Linked DNA regions of Mus musculus: regions 1 and 2 are each linked to region 3. A link is a contact called in public HiChIP or PLAC-seq and promoter capture Hi-C data. All regions are on one chromosome and are shown on one strand. Each heading gives the region's core, a stretch centred on a gene start, on an enhancer-like site or on the middle of the called end of the contact. The rest is flanking DNA. Distances are from core to core; before and after follow the strand shown. Region 1 holds the start of Khdc3 (KH domain containing 3, subcortical maternal complex member). Region 2 overlaps Rab27a (RAB27A, member RAS oncogene family). Region 3 overlaps Ccpg1 (cell cycle progression 1).

The links. Promoter capture Hi-C pulls out the DNA fragments that hold promoters and counts their contacts. HiChIP or PLAC-seq counts read pairs in DNA pulled down with a chosen protein or histone mark.
Region 1: a promoter capture Hi-C map of neutrophils shows a contact between it and region 3, with 3 times the contacts expected there. The contact joins the promoter of Khdc3 here to the enhancer-like site in region 3. A contact is called at or near these places in 19 of 39 promoter capture datasets (the C10 cell line, the HPC-7 cell line, HPC-7-derived erythroid cells and 13 more), 2 of 15 datasets of contacts at CTCF or cohesin (embryonic stem cells and hippocampal excitatory neurons), 1 of 484 Hi-C or Micro-C datasets (embryonic stem cells), 10 of 115 datasets of contacts at active chromatin or transcription factors (the HPC-7 cell line, the SCID.adh cell line, acute myeloid leukemia and 5 more) and 3 of 9 other capture datasets (adipose tissue, liver and pancreatic islet).
Region 2: an H3K27ac HiChIP or PLAC-seq map of embryonic stem cells shows a contact between it and region 3, with 9 read pairs. The contact joins two enhancer-like sites. A contact is called at or near these places in 2 of 39 promoter capture datasets (the HPC-7 cell line and liver), 2 of 484 Hi-C or Micro-C datasets (embryonic stem cells and nephron progenitors), 6 of 115 datasets of contacts at active chromatin or transcription factors (the HPC-7 cell line, double positive thymocytes, effector CD8 T cells and 2 more) and 3 of 9 other capture datasets (adipose tissue, liver and pancreatic islet).

The regions. Positions count from the first base shown.
Region 1 is chr9:73,100,667-73,103,714 of GRCm38.p6, forward strand. Khdc3 (KH domain containing 3, subcortical maternal complex member) reads left to right here and starts at 1,732. Exons shown (of 3, transcript NM_025890.3): 1 at 1,732-2,009; 2 at 2,164-2,343; 3 at 2,550-3,048. The coding sequence starts at 1,844.
Region 2 is chr9:73,077,739-73,081,067 of GRCm38.p6, forward strand. All of the region lies in intron 2 of Rab27a (RAB27A, member RAS oncogene family), which reads left to right. Among named protein-coding and RNA genes, the nearest start is that of Khdc3, 23 kb to the right of the region's middle. Within about 2 kb of position 1,728, at least 28 of the 459 cell types and tissues checked have an H3K27ac peak or open chromatin away from gene starts, as enhancers often do. A contact at or near this core is called in embryonic stem cells, where this site is marked.
Region 3 is chr9:73,003,618-73,006,947 of GRCm38.p6, forward strand. Ccpg1 (cell cycle progression 1) reads left to right here. Exons shown (of 9, transcript NM_001286544.1): 6 at 2,024-2,275. Among named protein-coding and RNA genes, the nearest start is that of Ccpg1, 20 kb to the left of the region's middle. Within about 2 kb of position 1,669, at least 10 of the 459 cell types and tissues checked have an H3K27ac peak or open chromatin away from gene starts, as enhancers often do. A contact at or near this core is called in embryonic stem cells and neutrophils, where this site is marked.

The sequences.
Region 1 (3,048 bases), core at 482-2,981, 97 kb after region 3:
CTCTAGAGATTAAGAGCTTGTATCCCTACTGAGGACTCAGTTTGACTCCCAGCACCGATATCAGCTGACTCAGGATTCAGTGCTTTTTGCCTATCAGGGCACCTGCCCTCACTAGTGCATAATATCAGCACCGACACACATACTTACACGTGATTAAAAGTAATAAAGATAATTTTAAAAATCTTAAAACTTTAAGCAAAACTAGTTTTAAGCATTGTTCTGCCTACTCACAGAAGTCCACTCTGCAGTCATCTGAATGTCTTTCTCTGCCTCTTAATTCCTATTCTCAAATCTCAGGACTCTTTCAGGCCTGGTAAGCATTTATTGTTGCCGGGACCCTCCCTTGGCATAGAGAGGTTCTACAGAGCAAAGAGGAGCCTGATTTCTTCTGGCTGGAGAGAAGACACAAACTGTTGATCCCAGGAGGCCTGTAACTTCACTTTCTGTTGTTGTTGTTGATGATGTTGTTTTGAGACAGGGTTTCTCTGTGTAGCCCCAGCTGTCCTGAAACTTCCTCTGTAGACCAGGCTGGCTTTGAACTCAGATCTACCTGCCTCTGACTCCCAAGTTCTCAGATTAAAGGCATGGGCCACCACATTCCACCTAACAACAGACTTTTTTTAAAAATTTATTTTATGTATATGAGTACACTGTAGTTGACTTCAGACACACCAGAAGAGGGCATCAGATCCCATTACAGATGGTTGCGAGCCACCATGTATGTGGTTGCTGGGAATTGAACTCAGGACCTCTAGGAAGAGCAGCTAGTGCTCTTAACTGAGGAGTCATCTTTTCAGCCCCCAGAAGACTTAGAATAAAGACATCCTCTGTAATTTGTAATTTGATTGTCTTATATTACAACGAACGAACAAATAACATGAATAGGAAACTAAATTGAAATATCCTGTTGTTTAGAGAAAAGAGCCATCACAAATGTGACCTTCCCTCTAGTTAGGAAGCCACGTGTGCGGAGTTACCGTCATTAAATGTGCTTTCTTTTTGCCCAGCTGTCTCTAGAAAGTAAAAGAAATTGGAAGCTCAGCATACCGGAGCATGTCATTTTTTGGGGGGGAGGGGGGACGACAGTATTTGGAGACAGTTTCTCTGTGTAGTGCTGGCTGTCCTGGAACTTGTTCTGTAGACCAGAATTCAGAGATCCTCCTGCCTCTGCCTCCACAGTACTGGGACCAAAGGCATGCACCATTGCTGCCTGGCAACTGAAGCATATCTTAACTCCTGCCTGGGCAGGTTATTTAGTAAGACCCATCTTAAAACCAAAAGCAACAGGAAAAAAATTGCTTTTTAAAGTATTTGGAAACTTGGTACCCAGGGGAGGTTACTCAGAGCTAAGGTACAGGGACTGTGAGACTTTGATTTTTTGGAGACAGCCCTGGTTGTCCTGGAATTTGTTTTGTAGACTAGGGTGACCTTGAACTCAACTCAGGGATCAGCCTGTCTCTGCCTCCTGAGTGTTGAGATTGAAGGCATTTGCCACCACAGCCCTGCCACATGTGAGATTAGATTGGCCTTGAAGTCAGGTAACACTCTGTCCCAATGTTGGGTCTACTGTCATCATCTCCCTGTGGTCATACTTAGGATGTCTGAGCTTCCCAACACACATCTTAAAAACAGAAACCAGGTTCTCCCCCACCCCAGGTGCAGCCAGTGAGGCCTTGAGCAGAGGTGGGGCTTCTGGGAGGGGGAAGCAAGGTTTGGGATCCAATTGGAAGGACTTGAGTGGGAAGGGGCCAGTGAACAGCCCTTGAAATAGAGCTCTGAGGTCAGTCTTTGAGTTCACTGATCTTGAGTTTGCATAGGCTTCCTGCGGTGAAACGGGTACACTATGGCCTCTCTGAAGAGGTTTCAGACGCTCGTGCCCCTGGATCACAAACAAGGTACCTTATTTGAAATTATTGGAGAGCCCAAGTTGCCCAAGTGGTTCCATGTCGAATGCCTGGAAGATCCAAAAAGACTGTACGTGGAACCTCGGCTACTGGAAATCATGTTTGGTAAGTGAACTGGAAAGGCCAAGGTAACCTTTTCCTGATCCCTGTATACACCTTGACTGCAGATGTTCTTCTGTATTGAAAAGCCTCTTCAGTGGCTGTGGCCCTAAGAAATAGAAGCCACCTCACTCCCAGGTTCCCCCTGCTCCTTGTCCAGGTAAGGATGGAGAGCACATCCCACATCTTGAATCTATGTTGCACACCCTGATACATGTGAACGTGTGGGGCCCTGAAAGGCGAGCTGAGATTTGGATATTCGGACCGCCGCCTTTCCGAAGGGACGTTGACCGGATGCTCACTGATCTGGCTCACTATTGCCGCATGAAACTGATGGAAAGTAAGTAAGGGATGGGACGGGAGTGGGTAGGGCTATCCTGTCCAGCAAGTCTTGGCTCCTTGGGAGGGCTCCACCTTGGGAAAGTGGGTTTTGGAGATGTTCTGGAAGGCCAGAAGACTGTGTTTAGGAACCCTTAGCTCCTACTCCTTCAGGTTACAGGGTGGTTGTCCTTATCAGCCTCCTTACACTGCTTTCTTCCAACTCAGTAGAGGCTCTGGAGGCTGGAGTTGAGCGTCGTCGTATGGCGGCCCATAAGGCTGCCACCCAGCCTGCTCCCGTGAAGGTCCGCGAGGCTGCCCCTCGGCCCGCTTCCGTGAAGGTCCCTGAGACGGCCACCCAGCCTGCTCCCGTGAAGGTCCGCGAGGCTGCCCCTCAGCCCGCTCCGGTGCAGGAGGTCCGCGAGGCTGCCCCTCAGCAGGCTTCCGTGCAGGAGGAGGTCCGCGAGGCTGCCACCGAGCAGGCTCCCGTGCAGGAGGTCCGCGAGGCTGCCACCGAGCAGGCTCCCGTGCAGGAGGTCAGCGAGGCTGCCACCGAGCAGGCTCCCGTGCAGGAGGTCAACGAGGCTGCCACCGAGCAGGCTTCCGTGCAGGCGGTCCGCGAGGCTGCCACCCGGCCGGCTCCCGGGAAGGTCCGCAAGGCGGCCACCCAGCCGGCTCCGGTGCAGGTTTGCCAGGAGGCCACCCAGTTGGCTCCCGTGAAGGTCCG
Region 2 (3,329 bases), core at 478-2,977, 74 kb after region 3:
ATGGAGTTCTGAGGGTTGAAGTCAGGGCCTTGTGCATGCTGGGTGTTCTGCCACGGAGAGGCAACTCCAGCTCTTCCTTTTGGTCTAAAGCAGATTTGTTGATGTATAATTCTCAACAAGTAAAATCAGGGGCTGGTGAGATGGCTCAGCAGGTAAGAGCACTGACTGCTCTTCTGAAGGTCCTGAGTTCAAATCCCAGCAACCACATGGTGGCTCACAACCACCTATAGTGAGATCTGACTCCCTCTTCTGGTGCATCTGAAGTCAGCTACAGTGTACTTATGTATAATAATAAATAAATCTTTGGGCCAGAGCAAGCAGAGACGACCAGGGTGAGTGGGGTTGACTGGAGCGAGCAGAGGTCCTAAATACAATTCCCAACAACCACATGAAGGCTCACAACCATTTGTACAGCTACAGTGTACTCATATACATTAAATAAAGTCTTAAAAAATAACAAGTAAAATTAGTCCATTTAAAGTGTAGAATTCAGCAGATTTTTTTCTAGCATATCCATGGCAGCAGATTCACACGATGTCTCCATCACAATTAATTGCTTGCATATTTCTTTGTTGATTTACTTAGGTTTTCGGATTGATTTATTCTTGTTTTATGTGAATGATTGTCTGTGTGCATGTATGATATATATGTGTACCACCTATGTGCCTGGGACCCACAAAGGCCAGAAGAAGGTATCACATTCCCCGGACCTGGAGTTATAAATGGTCGTGAGCCAACACATGGGTATTGGGAACCGAACTTAGGTCCTCTACAGGAGCAGCCAGTGCTCTCCAGCTCAACTCGTTTAGTTTTTGAAGACAGGGTCTCACGCAGCCTAGGCTACTTTGAATTAATCCCCTGCCTCACCTTTGGGGTTATAAGTATGTGCCACCAGCAACTGTTTTTTCTTTTGAGACAAGGTCTTACCATGTAGTTCTGGCTGGCCTGGAACTTGCTGTATAGGATGGTCTTGAACTCACAGAGATCCAGGTATTGGAACTAAAAGTCTTCACCACCATGCCCAGCATGAACATTTTTATCATCACAGAAATAAACCCCGATAATGCCATTGCCTATCGCTCTTCCTTCCAGAGTTGCCTAATTCTGGATGTGCTGTATACAAGGCCTTTGTGTCTGTCTTCTTAGACGTAGCATGTCTCGAGGTTCATCCGTATTGTAGCAAGCATCAGACAGAATCAATTTTAAAATGTTTATTTTTATTATGTTTATGAGAGAGTGGGGTGGGTTGGGGTACCTGCAGAGGCCAGAAGAAGACATTGGATCCGCTGGAGCTGGAGCTACGGTTACATTATGAACTGCCTGTTGTGGGCATCGGGAACTGAATTCAGGTCCTTTCCAAAAAGCGCCCGAGTGCTCTCAAGCACCGAGCCGTCTCCCTCACCCTTGTATGCATCGATTACGGCGGCAGAGTAAGATTCCACTGTGCTAACATGCCAGATGCATCTGCCCAGTGCTGATGAGGATTTTCACTGTTTTCTGTTCTAGCTATGAAAATGATCCTTCTGTAAATATTCTGTTTTCCTGTGGCATAGATTCCACTCTCATTGTTTTATTTTTACGAAATGAAGCCGGAGTTTATTAGGAAAAGGTTTGGACATAGATTTAAGCACAGGCATGGGGAGGGAGAAAAGATTAGTGCTGAGGAAAAGGACAGGACGGAGACACGGGTAGAGGGAGCCACTCTTTAGACTCTTTAGGGTCTTAACAATAAGTGGCCATGCCTCACTGGTAGCTTCTGAAGTCATACTTGTTGTAAGCTGGCCCGCAGCCTACATGAGCCGGGTGTTTCTGGAAGGCAGGCTGGTGCTGAAAGAGACTTAGACTTCGAGAAAAGATAATGAGCCGGGCGTGGTGGCGCACGCCTTTAATCCCAGCACTTGGGAGGCAGAGGCAGGCGGATTTCTGAGTTCGAGGCCAGCCTGGTCTACAAAGTGAGTTCCAGGACAGCCAGAGCTATACAGAGAAACCCTGTCTCGAAAAACCAAAAAAAAAAAAAAACAAAAAAGAAAAAAAAAAAAAAAGAAAAGAAAAGATAATGAAGCCAAGACAGATGTTCTGATCAAGGCCCGAGATTTTACTCAGAGACTGTGCTTAAAAAGGGGAAAGCCCATCCCCCGCCAATCCATTCTTGGTGCCTGGAGCCAGCCTGCAGGCGAGGATGTGCAGGATAGGATGTGCCTCTGGAATATCTCAGGGGCCTCTCAGCAGGTAGCAGTGTCTTGGAGGAGAGCAGCGGCAAGTGACAGAACAATGGAGCCATCTAGGTCGGAAGGCTCCACCCCAGGTGGTCTCATTCTCAGTAGCAGCAAGGTTTGCAACAGCCAGCTTCAGGCTGGGGGAGGCTACACGTACTGTTTCAAGGGCTTCTGAAAAACAAAACAACCCAAAATCCCCTATTTTTCTTCTTAGTAAGAAACCACTGGGTAGTTCCCAAGGTATACTGGTCAGGATTACAGGCTGATAGACAAAACCACAGGCCACAAGGGTTGAAGGAATCTTTACTCCATGAGGTCACAAGGAACTTAAGACCTAAGTTTTTTTTTAAGATTTATTTATTTATTATACGTAAGTGTAGCTGTCTTCAGACACTCCAGAAGATGGAGTCAGATCTCATTACAGATGGTTGTGAGCCACCATGTGGTTGCTGGAATTTGAACTCTGGACCTTCAGAAGAGCAGTCGGGTGCTCTTACCTACTGAGCCATCTCACCAGCCCAAGACCTAAGTTTTGATCATTAGAAAAGTTCATAATCTTGTTTGTGAAGCTCTCTGGAAGCTACGGGTTTATAGTAGGAAGGAGTGATACTAACTGTAGGGGTTATAGATGCTGAAGTCTTAAGCCTGGTTCCTTGCTCTTTTAATTTTATTATTAGGAATGTTTGCATATGAAAGAAAAAGTTTCTCTATACAACAAATCTTATTAACAACTGGATTTTTTTTTTCCGTTTGTTTTTCAAGACAGGGTTTCTCTGTATAGCCCTAGTTGTCCTGGAGCTCACTCTGTAGACCAGGCTGGCCCCAAACTCATAGGAATCTGCCTGCCTCTGCCGCCCAAGTGCTGGAATTAAAGGCATGAGCCACTATTGCCCACCTGTTTTTGTTTTGTTTTTGAGACAAGGCCTCTATAGTCACGGCTGTCCTGGAACTCTGTCTGTAGACCAGGCTGGCCTGCAACTCACAAATTCACCTGCCTCTGCCTCCAAGTGCTGGGGTTAAAAGAGGACACCACCTTTGCCAGGCTTTTTTTTTTTTTTTTTTTTTTTTTTTAAGTTTATTCTGAGGGGACAATGCTAGAGATTAGACATTTAT
Region 3 (3,330 bases), core at 419-2,918:
GTTTCTTGAGTGCTGGTATCAGGTGTGTATGGCCACACCCAATTTAAGCATTCTTTTTTAACCTATTGCAATCCATCCCATCAAAATTGCTTGTATAAAGACAGTGTTTAGAAATAATGATAAATTTTAGGCTACAGAGTCAGGCATCATTGGACGCTGTGTCTCCTTAGTTACTCCGGTCTGCTCTTCCATTCTCTTTTTCCTTACAGCTTTTCAGCTTCATGTTTTTGTGTGATTCTAATAGGTATGCAGCTTTTGTTTGTTTAAGAAAACTACTGCCTTCCATTGGCCAACCAACCCTCTTACCCAGAAGGCGCAGGTGACTGCTGTAGTGAAGTTCTTGTGTATGTTTCTAATTAGACAATCATGGGGTTTTAATCTCATAGATAATAGTGTTAACTGGTCAAAGTTGTATTTTTAAGTTTTTTTCCTTTATTATTTATAATAAAGCTTTATATATCTTTTTCCCCCCTATTTATTCACAAAAGAAAGGTGGTGGGAGAAGCTGTGGAAGATTCCTGGATGCTTAAGGGGATGGGATGATCAGCTGAGACTACGTGTTCCTAGCCAGCTTGCTCTCCAAGGTGGCGTGACCGACGCTGAGCTGAGCGGCTTCTCGGCTTCTGGAGCTGGGCTAGTCACATTCCTATTGAACTGCTGAGTGCTTTGGAGAGTCTTGGTCTAAGAGATCTCACACACAGGCTGGCTAAGCTTACTGCATGCCTCTGCATTGCGTGCTGCTTAGATTGTGGGCTATTATGCTGTACAGGAAACTTAGAAATCCAAATACTTCCACCATTACATGTATGAGTTAAAGAGAGAAGCATTAGGTAGTTAATATCTACGGGGTGGTTTGTTCATGTATATGAAGGCAATATGCATTGTAGGTTTGGAGACATTTTTAAGAGATTTGGAGAACAGTTTGCTTTTACATTGACATGGTGTGCTTCTGTCAGAAAGCATTACTTCAGTGCCCAGCCGTGATCTGGATACCTTTATATCGTGTAATGCTTGGTTGAAGTCTTCCTCTTTTTCTCTCTACCTAAGAAATGTACGTCACAGCTGAGGCAGTGGCATGGTGGGAAAACTAGTGATGAAGAATAACCAGTCACATGCTAGGCATGAGGGGCATGAGGTTAGGACACAGTGACCCCTCAGTGGCTCCCATGTCACGAAGCATTAGGATATGTGTTCGTTCAGTAGTGATGGTGTCTCTTTTGTTATGGGAACATGAACTACATTCTCCACGCTCGATCTTTAGAAAGCATTGCCTGATGTAGACACCAGCTTTTCTGTGGCATGGACAGCCTGTTTTCTAAAAGACTGGCATTGTTAGTTGCATGAGTGTGTGCTGTTTTGGAGCTCTGTTAAATTCAAGTTCACATCTTCTCTTTACCTCTAACTGACCTATAGAGATTATTATTACTAAGTGTTCTTGTCTATAATTCACTGAAGTATGGGATGGAATTAAGGAGTGACGTGTGCAAAAAGCTGCCAGTGGTATCTCCGAGGATTGTTCCTGGACTGGAGGTGGTTTTGTGTCATTTCTTCCCGTGAAGGAGCAGCACAGACTGCGTCTTAGCATGGGGGAAGAGCTGTTGTGTCACTTCCTCAGGCAGACATATTTACTAGAGGGTGATCCACAACCTTCCAGTAAGAGAGGCAGCAGAAGGGAGGGGCTCACCTGACTTCCGGGAACTGTGTGGACCGTGGTGCTCTGGACCCGCACAGTGGGGTAGGGACCTGTTGTAAGAGACCAGAAGTACTTCACACCTCCTGCCCCTCAAGTAACATTGAAGTTGAATGAAAAGACAGGGCTTTTTTTCTCCTTAACTGACATGTTTGTTTCTGCCTGGGTTTGATCTGGTGTTGGTAAATGAACAGCCTGTTCCTGTTTATGCTTCTCTTTTGGCTTTCTTGTGTTAAAGGGCATGAAAGGCTGGCAGTGATGATTGGCAGATTTACTGGCAAGGCTTTTCTGAGACTGTGTACTTAAATATCAACATTTTTCTTTTTAAACTAGTCTTTTCATCTCAGCCTAGTGATGAGGAATCCAGTAGCGATGACACCAGCCACGAGCCCAGCCCTGCTCCTAGACGGCGCCGCAACAGGAAGAAGACCGTTTCTATCTCAGAGTCTGAGGAGCCTCCACTCGCTGAGCCGGAAGATGAGCCCTCCAAGGAGCCAAGTAAACGCCACTTTAGTCGTGGTCTCAACAAGTGTGTTATCCTGGCCTTGGTGATTGCTGTCAGCATGGGATTTGGACATTTCTATGGTGAGTGACTGAGTGGAAACACCTTGTGCCGAAGCCACTTGCATATAGCAGCAAGACAAGATGGCACAAAAGGTCAGTGTTGGGTTCTGTGGCCTGTACCTGCAGTCAGCTACTTTACTCAGGAGGCACAAGTGAAGGTTGCTGAGTCTTCAGAATTTGAGATTAGCCTGGGCAACATAGTGAGACCCTGTTCCAAAACAAAACAAGATCAGGCTGGTCTCCAACCTGTAATCTTCATACATCATCAAAATCTCAAGTATAAATAAGGACTAGTAACATACATATTTGTGTAATGTTTTTTTTTTTTTAAGTAAGAAGACTGGAAATTAAAAATCTGAAGTTGGGGGTGGGGAGGTGGCTCAGTGGTTAAAAGCAGTGGCTAGGCTATTCTTCCAGAGGCCCCAGTTTCAGTCTCCTACACCAAACCCATATGCTGGCTGTTTCATAACCATTGCCATTCCAGCTGCCCTCTTCTGACCTTTTAGGGCACTGCATGCACATAGTGCACAGACACACATGCAGGCAAAACACGAATAAAAAAAAGATCGGAGGTGCTGGGCGTGGTGTTAAATGGCTTTACCCAGGGCAGGCAGAGGGTCTTGAGTTTGGGGTCAGACTGGTTTTTGAAGTAGGACTTTACACCTGTCTGTCTGTCTGTCTGTCTGCTTGCCTGCCTATCTATCTATCTATCTATCTATCTATCTATCTATCTATCTATCTATCTATGGTTTTTTAAAACAGGGTCATCCATCCATCCATCCATCCATCCATCCATCCATCCATCCATCCATCCATCCATCTATCTATCTATCTATCTATCTATCTATCTATCTATGGTTTTTAAAACAGGGTCTTACTGTGTAACCCAGGCTGAGCTCTGACTCAGTTACCTGAGTGCTGAGGTTATAGACCTGTGCTGCCTGGCCAGAGAGGTATTGTATGCTTGAGAAGTCAGTGTCTTAAACCTTGTCAAGTTCACAACTCTTTTGTTGTTGTCTGAAAAAGCCCTGGCTGTCTAGGAACTCAGTGTGTAGCAGCTCACTCTGTAGACCAGG